Linked DNA regions of Mus musculus: region 1 is linked to region 2. Evidence: chromatin contacts called from public promoter capture Hi-C data. All regions are on one chromosome and are shown on one strand. The core of a region is the stretch at or near the end of the contact, and the rest is flanking DNA. Distances in the headings are between cores, read along the strand shown. Region 1 has its middle 48 kb from the start of Akr1b3. Region 2 holds the start of 1700012A03Rik (RIKEN cDNA 1700012A03 gene).

What was found. Promoter capture Hi-C pulls out the DNA fragments that hold promoters and counts their contacts.
Region 1: a promoter capture Hi-C map of hippocampal neurons shows a contact between it and region 2, with 5 times the contacts expected there. The contact joins the enhancer-like site here to the promoter of 1700012A03Rik in region 2. A contact is called at or near these places in 5 of 39 promoter capture datasets (the HPC-7 cell line, cranial neural crest, hippocampal neurons and 2 more).

The regions. Positions count from the first base shown.
Region 1 is chr6:34,266,773-34,272,220 of GRCm38.p6, reverse strand. No RefSeq gene overlaps it. Among named protein-coding and RNA genes, the nearest start is that of Akr1b3, 48 kb to the left of the region's middle. Within about 2 kb of position 1,255, at least 20 of the 459 cell types and tissues checked have an H3K27ac peak or open chromatin away from gene starts, as enhancers often do. A contact at or near this core is called in hippocampal neurons, where this site is marked.
Region 2 is chr6:32,048,055-32,053,630 of GRCm38.p6, reverse strand. It overlaps 1700012A03Rik (RIKEN cDNA 1700012A03 gene), which reads right to left and starts at 3,343. Exons shown (of 3, transcript NM_029587.3): 1 at 3,260-3,343; 2 at 1,901-2,298. The coding sequence starts at 1,996.

The DNA of each region.
Region 1 (5,448 bases), core at 6-2,505, 2.2 Mb before region 2:
GTCTCCTATGTTCAAGTACTTCCAGTGTGGCTCCCAGTCCCCTTCTGACACATGTGGATCAAGATGTAAAAGTCTTCGCTCTCCCAGAACCACGTCTGCCTGCATACTGTCATGCTTCCCACCACAATGATAAGACTAAACCTCTGAAACCATAAGCCAGCCCCAATTAAATGTTTCTTTTTTATAAGAGTTGCCTTGGTCATGGTGTCTCTTCACAACAATAAAGTCCTAACTAAGACACCCATGGTCATGGAAATGATAGTTTCAAAGCTAGGAGTTGAGATCTTAACTGCTATCCAGAGGGTCTCTTCTGGACCCCAGGATGCTTCAAGGACTGACTCTCCCACACAAGATGTGCATGCATTCATGCCGCTTAACAAATAATTCCTCAAAACAGTCAAATCTGGAAACGTACCCCATCCACCCAAAATTGTTGCATAAGGGACTGCCACAGTTATTTCAAATTATCACCTCTTCCTATCTAACCCCCACACTTTACAAATTCCAACCCCACACTTCCAAACAGGTACTTAGAGTTTAGGCATCTCTCTAGACACTCTGAAAATCTGTAAAAAGATCCTTATCTTTTTGGAGGAAATTTCACTTTAAAGTTTCAGCTAATGACTTCTCCAGCAGTGGAACAAGTGCACCTTCAAATGTCAGCTCTACACAAGAGAGAAAAGCTCTAAGACCCAGCCTGATCAGAAAATCCTATGTCAAGTGCTACTGGTGCTATGGAGTTTACGTAAGCTCCCAGAATTAGCACCTCCTCCTTCATCTGCACCCCTAAAAAGTGATGATGGGAGCCCCAGATGTGCACAAAACATTGCTTTCTTCTTGGCAGCATGAAAGGGTATGTCACATGACTTTGCTTCCCAAGGCCAGTGATAAATCACACTCCTAGAGAATCTATGTGTCAGTATTCACGGTATTGATATTTTTTGTTTATTAATCCTGTTAGTAATACTCCACCCAGGAGGGGAACGAAAACACATGACAAACAACTATGAAAAGAACTACCTCGTTCAAAGGCCTGCTGCTTCTCTTGGGAGCAGCTTATGCATCACCTGGGTGCACATAGGATGGCTGAGTTGGTGCAGAAGGGAGCACAGCAGAGGCTCCCTCCCCAAGACCCTGGGAGAGCTCAGTTGGAGGACTCTCTTCCTGCAAGGAGAGCTGCAGTCAGACATTATTCTAATCCAGTCCTACCGAATTCAGTACACACACTGAGAACACAATACACTGTTAGAAAACAGACCACAGAAAAAGCAGGCTGTTCAGTTGGCTGGCTGGCATCGAAGGAGCAGCCTGGGAACTAAATGCTGATCTGGATGCAACAGCAACACAGTGAATGTTTCAGCCCTCATTTTAGCTTACTTGCATGGAGCGCAGTAGGCTCAGGATTAACATCAGGCCCGAGTCCCATTGATACATTTCCACCTGCTCGAGGGGATCCATCGAGGATTAGGCTCTCCCAGTGCCTCTTCTGGGAAAGCCTGCTGCAACTGGGCTCCCCTGAACCCTCATCAAATGTGGCCATTTCTCCCTAGTGTTTGTTAGCCCTGTGCCTAGTTTATAGTAACCCACTGGGCGGCTAGCTGTGCACAATCTATGATTTTAGTTTACTTCGTCTTCTTTTTTTTTTTAAACCACCCCCAAACAAGCTGCACTGAAATGGACAGTTTCTGTGTGCCTCTGCTTGGCAGCAGTCTAATACCAATGTCTTAACGCTTGCATCCTAAATTCAGAGATGGGAAATTGTTAGAAAATAGCTGACCTTGAGCGCGGGAATTCTCTGCTTATCACTGTGCTTCATATACCCTTCTTGGATTTTAAGAAATTGTTTATCTCACGTGCTTGTATGAGTTTATGCAAGAGCCCATGGAGGCCAGCCAAGGAGGGCATCAGATACCCTGGAATTTGAGCCATAGACAGTTGTGAGCCACCATATGAGTGTTAGGAACTAACCCCAGATCCTCTGCAATGACAGTAAGCGCTCTTAGCTGCTGAGCCACCACCCAGACCTCCAAAACCTCCAAAGTTTTACAAAGTTGTTTTTCCTTTCAACTGTCATACGCACACAGGTTTGGGTATGTGTGTATAGGTGAAGATGCTCACGGAGGTCAGAGGTGTTGATATTCCTCCGGTACTAAAGTCACAGGAGATATGAGTTGCTGTGAACTCAGATCCTCTGCAAGACCAGCATGCACTCCTACCTGCTGGGCCACCTCTCTGGCCCCCTTCTAGGATTTTGAGACAATGGAAAGGTTAGTGGTTTAAAAAATGAGTAAGGAAAAGGCATAAGTTTCCATAGTTATAGAGACTTTTTTTACCCCTCAAATGAATAATAATTCCAATTATAACTATCCCACAGGACTATTGCGAGGCTCAAATAAGATAATGTGCATATGAAAGCTCTTTGCTGGGAGGGAAGCATGATATGGGTATAAGGTGTTATTATCCCTTTAATCTTTCTAGTCTCATAATGGAGAAAAATTTCCAAAGACAAATTGGGAGCTCATTTCCATCTCTCAGCTGCCTCGCTGCTACATGATGTCCATGACAATGAAATGCTGCAGAGGAGTGTGGCGAGATCCAAACAAACAGCCGCGTGGCTGGTGTAAAAGTGTCATCCCTCCAGCGCCGCTGGGGACAGCAGAATTCTCCTTCAGGCTTCTGGGATACAGCACTGGCTAAGGCACTAATTCACATAAGGCCACAAATAATGTCGTCTGACAAGACCTTCATTTCATATATCCAAACTTTCTGTTCCTCTATAGAGGGCATCCTGCAGGAGTGGCTGTTGTCTGTGAGGGTGGCGAGTGACATCTCCAGAAGTAGATGCCCCCCATCTGCCTGGGCCTTCTTTCTTTGCAACTGACATAGTCACTCTCCAAGAATATTAGTTACTTTCCCATCACTGTGAAGAACGGGAGACGGTTTAGGAAAGAAAGGGTTTATTTTGGCTGGCAGTTTGAGGGTGCAGTCTACCATGGTGCATAAGTCCAACACAATGCCTCATGAATGTACGGTGGTAGGAACGAAGCAGCTGGTCACATTGCACCTGTAGTAATGAAGCAAAGAAAGATAGATGCTGCTGTTTACCTTGCCATCTCCCACTTACTCCAAACCCAGCCTATGAGTGGTACCACCCTCATCTCAGCAACCCACTCTAGAAGCTCCATCACAGACATGCCCAAAGACTTGTCTCCTAAATGATCCCAGATCCTGTCAAATTGGTCATCAATATCAACTACTATACCAACAAGGTACAAAAAGTGATGACCACTCGTGGCTCTCAGTTGAACTTGGGAATTGTCCTCAGCCCAAGATACTCCAAGCCCCATCTTCTCAGATCTCTATGGCTGGTAGTTACAGGGAGGGTGGTCTCAAGGTGGGATGCCTCTGAGGGGCTCCTGAGTTCTCTAGAGGATAAACTGATGCTGTCATACAGCTGCTCAATTTGTGTCACTTTGCATCTGTAGTATCTGTCCTTTCCAGATATTGTCCCTAGAAGCTGTGTTGATCTCTAAGGGGATCAACCTGTGACGCCTTCAAATGATGAATGGTTGCTGGTCTGCAGGGACAGTGACATGCTGAGTCCTCAGACGCTGGGAGGGTCCCATGTTGGTCTGTGTCTCCAAGCCAGATGTTTAGTTATCATCAGCATTTCCCAGTTGCCCCAGGGGTGAAATGAAGAAGTGAGGACTTGACAAATCTGAGGTGGGGCAGTGAGCTCTGGAAGAGGGGAGGAGTACCAGTCAGCAGCATTTGTGACCTTGCCTCCCTCATTCGGAGGATGCATGTCTCAGTCACTGGCAATACGATTCAAAAGCTCTTTACTCTGCAAACCAAGAGGCCCAGACTCACTCTTCAGAGGGAATGTCTTTTGTTACAGAATGGCGGGCCTGTGAACAGAGGTCCTTCCCTCCCATCTAGCTGATGGCTTAGTCCTGGAGTTTGTGTTCACGTATGCCAACTCTCTCGGGTATGGCTGGATGAGTTCTTTCTTTCTTATACTCTGTGCATGAAAAGTCGCACTCTGAAACTGTAAGAATGCCCCAATTAAGTGGAATTTTTTTATATGAATTGCCATGGTTATAGTGTCTCTTCACAGCAATAAAACCCTAATGAAGACACAGTTCAACAAATCTAAGAAGGGGGCTGAAGAGATGGCTCAGTGGTTAAGAGCACTGACTGCTCTGCTAGAGGTCCAGAGTTCAATTCCCAGCAACCACATGATGGCTCACAGCCATCTGTAATGGGATCTGATGCTCTCTTCTGATGTGCCTGAAGACAGCTACAGTGTACTCATATTCATAAAGTAAATAAATCTTAAAAAACAAAAAAAATCTAAGAAAGTGACACTGCACTGTGCCTCACCAAAGGCTTAGTGTCCTCTTTTTGTTTTTGCTTTTGTTTTTTTTTGGGGGGGGGGGTTCGAGACAGGGTTTCTCTGTGTAGCCCTGGCTGTCCTGGAACTCACTTTGTAGACCAGGCTGGCCTCGAACTCCGAAATCCACCTGCCTCTGCCTCCCAAGTGCTGGGATTAAAGGCATGCGCCACCACCACCTGGCCGCTTAGTGTCCTCTTAATGTAACACTGATTTCTGCTTCCTAAGAGTATATACATATATACATATACACCATATACACATGCACATACACATATACATATACATCATATATATCGTATATGTATACATATACATCATATGCATATGCCTGAAGCCCAGCACTCAGGAGTCTAAGGTCAGAGGATTACTTGAGTCCATGAGTTCAAACCTAGCTGTGTCAGCATTGATAGCAAGATTTCTTTTTTCATTTTCATTTTTCATTTTTCCTTTCTTTTTCTCTTTTTCTTTTCTGGCCCAACACTTCCCCTGCCTCCAAGATCTGCTGGAACCAGAACAGTTCCCAGGTCAAAGCCGTTGACTTTCAACCATGCTTTTCAATGACCAGGTCAGCCATGCAACTACTGCATAAAAGACTTCAAATGCCATCTGCTCTCATGATTTCCCACGGCCCGTACCTAGAGAGGGTGTGTTTGTGTCTTCACATGCCTTGTCTGACAGCATGAATCAGTTTAACCACACCCACATCTCCTAACTCAGTATAACCACACCCACATCTCCTAACTCAGAGTCCTCCATTTCTTGTGTTGAAGGAGAATTTCCCAAAGTTGACCATTTCAGAGACTCTTTCCCTAACACCAAAGACCACGGATACCTTACAGGTCTATTTTCCAGAGAACTTTGATAGCTGTGTGATAGAAGAAGCTTGCCCACCACTGTTATCTAGCAAAGAAGAGACAGAATGGGAAGGGGACACTGTTGTGTTCTTGACTTCTGCAGCCGTGGCCAGCGTCTCTTGGTCAGGGCTCTCAAGCAGCCCTCCAATTCTTCCCCTACACTGCACCTCTCTCTCCAATATGCAGAGAGCCCCTTGG
Region 2 (5,576 bases), core at 2,094-4,593:
GTTCATGGGACTCATAGGAAGAAAGTCACATGCCAAGTAAGTGCCTGGAAGACACTATGGCACATAGTGTTTTTTGAGGAGCAGAGTTCCAAATGCCACTGGACACTGTGCCCTCCAAGCTGACATTCATTGTCCTCTTGTGGGGTTGCCTAGGTTACCTTTCTTACCACTGTGACTCAGCATCTGACAGACACCTCCCTAAAGGAGGAAGGGTTTATTTTGGTACCCAGTTTAGAGAGGATTCAGTCTCTCACGGCTGAGAAGGTAGGACAGCAGTAGACAGCTACATCATGGTGGGAAAGTGGAGCTAGGGATTCTCATCTCCACCCAATAGGAAGCCCAGCCATTAACCTCAAGACCTAGCACACAGTGATGAATCTACCTCCTCCAGCACGGCTCCACCTCTTAAAGTTCCCACCATCACCTAAGACAGCATCACCAGCAGGGACCCAAGTCTTCAAACACATGAGCCCTTGGGAGACATTTTACATCCAAACCACAAAAGAGGGATAAAAACAAGAGGCCCCAATGATCAAGGCCACCGTCAAGTGGGTAACATGCTTGGGTCAAGGCTATTCCTTCAGAATGGCAACTGCTAAAATACACCAAATAAACAAATGAACAAAAAAAGGGAAGTGAAGGTGATCCAAGCAAAATTGTCCCTGGAAATGGGGTAGGGTGGTCTTGCCACTCATGTGACTTCTGTCCTTGGCCCAGAGATCATATGACCATCCTTCTGGAGGCTGTTGGAAAGGAAGGGGCAGGCTCTTCCTGGGGTTCTGCTCTTGCTACACCAGAGGGCCCAATGCTGACATGCTCCAGGCTGCTTGCCAGCTTTGGGCTTTTTCCTCAGACCTTTACAAGACATCCTTTGAAATTTATCTAATGGATGGGAGAACTGACACGGGCAGCTTGGACCGGCTCAAAGTCACAGCATGAATGTGCGTCAGGCTTGGGGCCAGACCCTCCACTCCCACTGTTGTCCTGAGGTTCTCCAGCCTGCCTGCTCCCCATCCCACCTCCTAAACATTCATTTCTCTGGTCTAACAAGGCTGCTCCTGCTCTTTGGCTCTGCTTACTTTAATATACACATAGATTACAGCTACATTAAAGGAGCCTGAAAATACCAAAGCAGAACTAAAGCAATTATTATAATGCAGCCTTAACAGCAGCTGTAATGAGACAGAATTAAAAATGTGCCAGCATAATCACAATCCGCTGTTCCCAACGACCTTCCAGAACTGCCTTCATTTGGAAAGAAACATCCAGTCCTGAACTGTCAGATGGAAAGGAAAAATTCAATTGTGCTGCCCCATGGGACCAAGTCCCTGGCCACCAAATCTGGCTCCTCCACACAAAGGCATCTGTCCTGAAGCTGCCACTGTGGGTTACTAGCCATTTGCTCATGGCGGGCAGAGGAGAGGGACATGGATGGGGGGCTGGTGTTCTTTCCATGGCACCAAGGATGGTTTATTCTGCTTCCATTTCCTTGCTGCTGAGGCTAACTGTGCCACACTGGAGGGGATTCAAGTCTGCTTAGCATCTCACTCCGCTTTCTCATGGCACGTGCTATGTGTCACAGATTATACTAACTCATGCTTCATGCTACTACAGTTATCCCACAATAACCCTGAGACGTCTGTTGGCTTACCCCTCTACTTTATGAACAAGGAAACAGAAACTTAGAGACACTTGTGTGGCCATTCAGAGCCAGGACCCAAAGCCTTGTCTTCAAAGTCTGGGAGATTGTTTCTCATGATTTTCTAGAGCCTCTTGCCCAGAGGAAGTCAAAGAGAAAGATATCTCAATGCATTTTACGTTACTCGTTTTGATGTGAGGGCCCAGGCTGGAGGGGACAAGGGAAGTTGAGGATAAAGTAAGGAAAGGAAACAGGAAGTACCTCAGTGGAAAGCTCCTGAAGGTCAACGCACCCTTGCCAGGAGGCATGGACACGTGAATGAATAACAGTGTATGCTCGTCTCATGTCAGTATCCATGGTCCTTCCAGAGAGTTCAGCAATGAGGAAGCGAAGTGTCAGGTGACAAAGGAGCCAGGAGGTGAAGCAAGATGAAGGGTGGGCTTCTCTTCTCAGGTTACTCTTGGGACCACTCAAATATGGTGACTTGGCTGTTCGTTCACTAACCTCAAATTAAGCTTCCTGGCTCCACAGCCATAAGTAAACCTGACCGACCACTCACATCACTCATGCTTGGCTTACTTTGGAGTCTCCTGGAAGTTGCTTTGGGTTTGGTTTTCATAGTTCTACTTCAACATCTCTCCAGGTGAGTCGGTCCCCACCTATACAGTTGGACAGAAGTGATACAGACAGTAGGAGTGAGGGTGATGAGCTATTATTCCTTTGTCCTCGTCTAACTGGGCAAGCTACAACACCAGGCAGTCAGGCTTTTTGTTTTTGTTTTCTGTGCTTTGTTTTCTTACTCCAGCCCTACACAGGCAATGTTCTACAATACTAATGCTACAAACAATGCCCTGTGCAACCTAGTGCAAAAACAAAACCATCTCCCTACCGCTGGGCATACTGCACAGGTGTTGTGAGTTCACAGTGTCTCTCTGCAGCTGACCTGGACTTTGGCCAAATATTTGCCCAAGTCTCTTCTTAACCCCACCTACCATAGCTCCCCACTTGAGGTAACCAATGGCAAGAGTTCCTTGTAGCATAATAACTGCACAAAAGCTCATTGCCATTTCTGGGGACCTGATGTCCAAAGCTTATTGCAAACTCAACTGTTTTCTATAGTGAGATGGCTGGTCCCCAGCTCACCCTGCATCCAAGGCACACAGTGTCCTGGAATCTAGCCACGTTTGTCAGCTTCTCTGGTTGCCTTGGCTGCGGGAATGAGGTTCTTAGCAAGAAATCTTTCCTAGCTCCAACCAGTGGACCATCACAGACTCTTTGTGACCGTCATTCTTCACTTCCCATTCCCATTTTATAGAGTAAGAACATAGCATATGTATCCATTTGATTTAAAGAGATCAGCATCCTGTGCCCAAGGATTTAGAGTAGCAGAAACCCTCATCCTGAGGTCAGATGTGATCCCTGCTTCTATTGGTTTGTGTCTGTTGGTCCTGCTTCTACTCTTTTGTGTCAACAGACAGAGATGCTTATAGTCTGACGTATCTCATCCCAACTTCCAGGTCAAGATGAGTTTCCTTAAAAGGTCGGGGCATGACACCCCAAGCAAGGAGGGTTAAGAACTCTACAGGGTAAACTGAGGGAATTTGTTGTCAATTTTCTTGCCTGGTTTCCAGAGAGGAAAGAGGAGCCCATCCTCTAGCTGTAAAGGAGGGTCTGTACTTCAGCGGTGAGTGGCAGGCTCAGGGTGGGGAGAAATCTCTATGTGCTTAGAGTCACCATCAGCCAACTGACACATCTGTGCTATGACATCAAGAGTTGACTGAAGACAGGGCAATTCATCTTCATGGAGATTGTTGCTAAGGCTTGCATTTCAAATGTATGAGAAAGTTGTGACCGTTTGAAGAAATAGAAACAAACAACAAAAATGCCCCACACAAAAGGATTTAGTTATCTAATACGTTTTTATTGCTGTTTGTTGGTTTTGCTGACTTGAGATGGGCCTCCCTCTGTAGTTCTCTTTGTCTTTTCTGGAACTCCCTGTATGGCCATAATGTATAGATAGCAATCTTACCTCCTCAACTTCCAGAGTGCTAGCATTCTAAGTGCAAGGGAGTCTGATGGAAACTTGCACACAGGGAACAGACCAACAAACAGCATCCGAGAGGCCTTTTTCAAGCTCTGAGCAGCCCCTGCTTGTCCCCAGCCCAACTCTGGGTTTTTGCATTGGTTTTCAGACCCCTTGGGTACAGGCAGTTCCAGGCAGCTCCAGCCAGAATCTCTTCTCCTACCTCCAGGCGCTAATGAGATGCAGAGAGGGGTCTGCAGTCCTGATGGAGTCCTTTGCAACTTTTGTTGCTGCTGCTTTTGAAAATATCTTTCTCTAGTCCTCTGCCAACAGTTTGTTAGCACGTGGCCTGGGTGAGTGAGTGGTTTTTTTAGCCCTCAAGACAGTATGATGCTCTCCTCATCTCCTCAGCCTCCAGTAGAGACATCTCCAGATTTTTGTCCACTGTGTCCCTAGGCAGATGCTCTGGAGCCTCTCCAACAGCTCCTGACACATATACACCAGACCCCTCCCTGGCCCCAAGTCCAGGGAGCCAGGTGTTAAATCCCATACTCCACAGAAGCAGTCTTTCCCCATCTGTCTTGCAAAGGTGTGAATGGGTTGACAGAAGATGAAGAAGGGGGGTGGGGGAAGGAGCGAAACTAGCATCCCTAGCAACCCCTCCCATTAGAACAACACCATCAAAACACACACACACACATACACACTCACACACATGTGCACAATTAGTCAGCCAACATCAACCATAGCCATAGCCAACAAACTAACTCCAGACCACCTCCCACTCTGGGGTGTCTAGAAAGAGTTAAATTTGGACTCTGGCCTCAGCTGACCCAATATGAGACTCTTCATTCTCAGTACATAAACATCCTTTTGCAATTATTGCCAGTCAGCCTCAGTTTTCCAGAAGAGCAATATGCCTGTTCATACCACCTGTAACTTAACACCCAGCTCACACAGGACCATTTCTTTTCATGAGACTCAGTAGAGTTAAGCTTTCAAGTGGGCCCTTCTAGGCAGGTGTTTCTGGCTTTATCTGCATAGCCACGATGATCAGCCACCTACCTACTCCAGGAAGGCAGCGTCTGCCTCTATGTGGCTTCCCCTCTTCCCTGCCTTTGCTAATAAAGTTCTCAAACACACACTTCTGCTTCTCAAGCAAGCTACAATAAACCAGCCACATGCCATGAGCCACATGTGTACTGTTTGCCCAAAGCAGAGTACTCCCTAGCCAGGGTCACCTCATCCTGACCACCTCCCACTTCTGGACACGTATCCCATTCTCCTGAACCTCACTGGGCATTCATCTTCACTGTTCCATGTCGGCACATGTCTCCTCATATCCCTCTCTTTCTTCACTTATACAATAATGACGTGCTTCATCCTGAGTTAGTGGGGAGCTCGGGCTTCGGGGGAATTCTGCCTAAAATACATTTTACAATATTTATTTTGTGGCGTTGGTTCTATTTGGGCGAGTGTTTACATAGCATGCTTCCTTCATTTCTTCTTACCGCAAATTCTCGGCATCTATCTTGCAAAGGTGTGAACGGACTTGACAAAGCACAGAGAAAGGAAGAGAACAGAAATAATCTGCATGTTCTTACTGCCACGTCACAGCCACTATGTGCATACAGTCCACATATACCCCTCTACACACACACACACATACACATACACACACACACACACACACACACACACACACACACACACACACACACATTTAGCCAGTCAAGATACAGCATGGGCTAACACTTAAGGTCCAAAGAGAAACTACAGTTTATATGGTTCTTATAAATGGCATACCTTTTAGATTCAAACTCTCTTTTAAAATGCAAGTTTAATGAATGTCTGTCACTGCTAACCCTAATGCGTTTGGATCTGTTTATGGGACCGTATTGTGTAGTTACAACT